Linked DNA regions of Gossypium arboreum: region 2 is linked to region 1. The links are chromatin contacts, called in public Hi-C maps. All regions are on one chromosome and are shown on one strand. The core of a region is the stretch at or near the end of the contact, and the rest is flanking DNA. Distances in the headings are between cores, read along the strand shown.

Region 1 (2,700 bases), core at 152-2,651:
GGGTGGCGAATGGCTGTTGCGGCTTCTGGGGGTTCTATTTCATGCTTATTATGCCATTTCTTGTGCATGCTGCTCCTGATTAATGTTGAAATTGAAAAAAAAGAAAAAACAGTTTGAACTTTGAATTTTGTTTCTTCGAAAGGGATAAGCCGTTGTAGGTTGAAGGCATTTAATCTGAGTCACATGGTAGATAGTGTAAAGCCACATACAAAGAGGCAGAGAGGAGTGATTAACACTTGGTCAACTTCTATCTTAATTCCATACTGTTCATCTTTGACCAATTACCATCATCCATTTTCTTAATTTGGTGATGGTCAAAACAAAAGAATATAGTAATAGTCGTCGTTTCCACACTTCAATAAAAGAAGCGAAATTTCCCCCCCATCTTTTCCCATTCATACAACCAATGCATTTTGGGTTAATAATGAGTATAACGAATATGGAAAATAAAGCAAATAAAATGGAGTTCATCTGACAAGCCAAACAAACAAATATCAAAATTCAGCATTTATTTCCTTTCTTTTGACTGACTCCCCTGCTGAAAATACCACTCATAAGTAATCTTATCTCATCAGCTTGCTTAACAAGCAATAAATCCCATCTGAGTTCCTAATAATATTAGAAAAAAGAAGTCGAATTGGCATCCTTAAAGTAAAACTAGTATTCGCACGAGCTACAATTCCCTTATATTATATTAATCAAGTAGTACTATTTTATGTTTTTTCTGTAAATATGACCATAATGTAATCTCAACAATTATTAGTATATATGGTTTCTTGTTCTACTTGCTATCCGTTATGTCATCTTCATTATCAATATGCCCTGGACTGCAAACTTTCTTTATTTTTCTACTTCACGAGAAACCCATGGCAGCAACTCAGAAATAGCCAGCAAGCTATAATTACTTGTTTCTGTGTTTGGGTTTGATAGAAACTGATTTTGGATGTATTTATCATGAGATTGGCATGGAATAGGACTGATGTAAGAGGGCAATGTGGAAAATATGAATCTAGAAGCTTGCCCATTTTTATTATGTAGCTAGCCGGTATATTTGGTATGCTGACTTTTCAAAACCTACAATTTCCAATCTTGCATGTTGTTTGGGCAAATTCAGCCTCCTTTACTGGGAATTGCCTCTCACCAATTCAATTCAATTCAAACTCATCTATATTTGATCGTGTAAGACATGTATCGTCATGTTCTTATGTATACATGCAACTTAATGGAGAAGAAAAACGGAGGAAAATAACCACACTTTAAATTCATTTGTTATTTTCAAGCACTAGGTTGACCGAGAAGCAAAGACCCACCAAAAGCAAAGGTCTAAACTTAGCCTATAGGCATGTGATATGTTGATGATGACCCATTTGATAATTGATATTAACACACGTTGTTTCCAGGAAGCTGCTCTGCTTTGGGCTCAAGCAGTTTAATCTTCTCTGTAAGCAGGGTCAAGAGTATACCTGTTTACTTTGACCAGACATTATCTGTCACTAGTATATATGTATGAACAAATTGAAGCTAAAAGTTGTTCCTTTCTATAATCAAAGAATTCCCCAAAAAAAAAAAAAAAATAGCAGCGAAAATCAGTGAATAGATATTATTCCTTTCCATGAACACCTCTACGGGAACCTCCAGTGAATGGATGCAATTCTATGAACAAAGTATGGATGAAATGTCGGCATCATCATCCTTGGGATTCTCTGATGTTGATGCCACTATTGTAGCCTCTTCGGAGAGCAACCAGCTGAACCTTAGCTCAGGAAGAGATGATCAGTTGGCAAAGGGTTCTTCCCCAAAGCCAATAAGAAGGCGGGCAAGAGCTTCCAAGAAAACACCCACCACCCTTCTCAATGCTGACGCCAGCAATTTTCGAGCCTTAGTGCAACGATTTACTGGTTGTCCTACAACACCACCCCTTTCAACCAACAACAGAAGAGGCCCTATCAACTTGAACTTTGCTCTCGGGAGTGATCAAAATCAGAGCGGGACTGCAAGTTCCGTAATGCCAGCCGCTGCCAACGATTATTATTATCCACCAAGTCATCAACAACATCATGCGGTATCATTCCCCAATGTTCACCCCGATGCCTACTTTAGCTCTTCTAGCAGTAGAGCTAACGCCGATCAGATCCTCCACGATTTTGACTTGGATAATATTTCTTTGCAGGCGTTTAATAGGGACGTCCCTTACACCAATGAAAATGCAAATGATGGCAATTACTTCTTGTAAGTATTTATGTTTACTTAATCTACCCATTCATCACCTACTTTTGATGTCTTTATTCAAGTACTTGAATTTATTTAGTATATCTTTTGTCTGTATCCATATCATAGACAAGGAAACAGGAACTACAATTTCTTTACTTTGATCTTTGAAGGATATGAACAATAAACATTGAAGCAGTGTCTTCTTCTTCAGACAATACTATAAATTTGTTCATATAGGAATGTAATATAGCAGCGCAAACAAAAATAAGGGTTATTGTATAAATCTAACCCCATCAAGGGGCTTTACTTTTCCTTCATTCAAATTTGAATCCATCGCGCTATCTCACTTCGTTGGGCATTGGAGCTAAAATAAACAAACGACCATATACATACACAACACTTGTATAGTTTTGCTACAGAACACTCCCATCGTACAAGTTTATGATATCATCCACAACCAACAACAAGATAAGGAAGAAACCCAATAAA
Region 2 (2,700 bases), core at 122-2,621, 130 kb before region 1:
GAGTCCTATTTTATCATCCTAACTTAATTTAAATTTTTTAAATTGAGTCGAGTCGAATCGAATCAAGTGAATTTGTTCAAGTTAAATTAAAAAAGTAAACATGTCAAATAAAAATATTATTATAATATAACTAATTTCATGCTAAATCACGTAAATTTGAAATAATATATATTTGAAAAACTTTTTCAAAGTAAAAAAAAAAGATACTTGAGTATCATAAATTTGAATATTAATTGGGTCACAAAATTTTTAAATTTTAACTTATATATATATATATATATATATATATATATAGAATTTTTACAATATAAATTTTGAATTTTTATAAATATTTTAAATTTAAAAATATATTTTAAATTTTTTGTAATTTTGTTAAGAGAAAGATTAATTTGCTTATCTTCAAAGTTGATAATGACCAAAAAGATATTCACACTGATCTAATATTCAAATTATTCAAGTTATTCGAATTGTGCAAATTCAAATCGAATTGAACTCAAAACTTAAATCAAATTATCTAAATTTTGATTAACTTAAAGTTTAAATATTTTTTAATTTTTTTAATCAAATAAATTTTGCTCGACTTACAAGTACATGCTGAACGTCAATTATTGCGGTCTGCAACCTCAACTATCCGCATTAATGCCAATATTAACCATTGTTGTTCATATTTATGTTCACTTTTTCCTAGTAAACTAACAAATGTCCTAACCAGTCTTGACTCTTGCTTTACTATTAAAACAATATAATAGTGGATTTTGGTATATTAATATTTGATTACATTGAAAAAGAAACATTGCTGCCGGGCATCCTAATATTTGCGCCACGCTTCTCCTCTTGGTTGGTTGGTGCAGGTGATGGATAAAAGATTGAAATTAAATTATATATTTTTATAATAGTGAAAATATAATTTTATTATTTTAATAATTTATATTTTTATAATTTTTAAAAGATTAAAATTAATTTTTATTTTTTTGAAAGGACGAAAATATAATTTTACTATTACTAATTTAAAATTTTATAAATTATAAAAATTTAATTTAAAATTTTACCATTTTCTCGTATGTCTATATGTTCATCAAGAACATGATTACATTATTTGTATCTCTTTTTAATAGTTTAATGTCATATTAATATTTTTATTTTGACAAAATTAAAATCAAATCCAAATAGAAATATTAAAATTTAAAATAAAATTATTAATACCATGTTAAACTAGTACTATCACATGAGACAGGAATGGAACTTTACTAACAAGTTACAAAATTTTTTAAGTCTAAAAGTTTATTTTCCTTGGACTGTTTTGTGATTGGACAGGCTCAACACCGTCCATCCATACTGGTTATAATTAATTCCTTGCAAAACATTTGATCAGAGTGGACCCAAGTATGTTTTAAAGGAAATTAAGGGCATTCACAGTTCAAATAATTTAATTTTACTTTGATTTTCTTTCCTAGTTAACACAACCCTTTTAGGTATGGAAGTAGGAGTAGTAGTGCACCTAAAATACTGACCAAAGGGCAAATGCCATGACATAAGTTAAGTCCCCCCCAAGCCAAAACCGAACCTGCTCCATTCCCGCGTTGCAAAAAGTAACAGTTTCTTTCCTTCATAACCCCCTTCTCCCTTCCTCTCTCTCTCTCTGATTCTGAGTGAATTAAAAAAACCCAGTACAAATGACTAAGAAACCCTACTCAGCAGCATCCTTCTACCTAATCATGTTGTTGCTGTTGCAGGAAACTAGTTGTTCCACCGGCATCAGGCAAGACAAGTTATTTGAACTTGGATCAAAGTTACAAGAGCTGGCATCGCCACCTTCTGTTCCTCTCCATCTCCACTCCTTAGACTCAGTCACCAAAAATGTAAGACTTAGAAACTCCCTACATTTTTTATCTTGTATGCAAATAACATTTGAGGTGTGGGCTTAATTTGTTGAATTGTGCCCGGGGTTGGGGGGGGGGGGTTAGAATGGAAGAGTGTTCTACCCAATTGCGTACGGGGCAGACCCTACTGGGGTGCAAGAGAGCAGTGACGCCATTTCGCAAGCGCTGAATGACGCTTTCCAGGTCCAAACCACTCTCCAAATGCTGCCTGGCTTGAAGGACTTGGGTGGTGTCGTCATTGATTTGCTCGGCGGAAGCTACAAAATCAGCAATCCTATAAGGTTTCCTTCTTCTGGGGGAGCCAATATTGTGGTTAGTTTATACCCATCTCATCTATACAGACATACATACATACATATGAATTTTTTACATATATACTTAAATTTGGTGAGCCAGATGGAATATTTTTAAATATAAGTAATTGGTTTTTTCCCAAATAGATATTTACAAGATTTTAAATATCTAATTTATTTCTCTGAAGTATGTGACTTTCAAGCCATGTGTTGTGCCTAACGTAGTTTAGTGGTTAAACTTTCTAGAATTTATTTGGTATAAGTTTGAACTTTCAAGACAAGCAAGCTGAAAAGACTTTGGAGGCTTATGGGCTCGCTTTTGCAGCAATGCATGTGCTGTCTATGCCACGTTGCCTCTACACACTGGTTGGTCCGCCTTTCCAAATGGAATGCAAGTGAAATATTTCCATCCAATGAAGAATCTCCCTTTCAAAAGTGAAATATTTCCGACCATTTACTTTTTCTTTTCCCTCCAAAATTTTATGAAACGTCGCAACTCAAATTCATTGCACATAACTACATTCATG

What was found. Hi-C and Micro-C count contacts between places; a contact is called where the count stands out from the background.
Region 2: a Hi-C map of leaf shows a contact between it and region 1, with 2.6 times the contacts expected there. The contact joins the promoter of LOC108477397 here to the promoter of LOC108478350 in region 1. A contact is called at or near these places in 3 of 5 Hi-C or Micro-C datasets (all in leaf).

The regions. Positions count from the first base shown.
Region 1 is chr12:10,026,917-10,029,616 of ASM2569848v2, reverse strand. It overlaps LOC108478350 (VQ motif-containing protein 22), which reads left to right and starts at 1,401. Exons shown (of 2, transcript XM_053023432.1): 1 at 1,401-2,062; 2 at 2,171-2,589. The coding sequence starts at 1,613. The coding sequence ends at 2,233.
Region 2 is chr12:10,160,698-10,163,397 of ASM2569848v2, reverse strand. LOC108477397 (polygalacturonase QRT3) reads left to right here and starts at 1,371. Exons shown (of 3, transcript XM_017779931.2): 1 at 1,371-1,859; 2 at 1,965-2,192. The coding sequence starts at 1,674.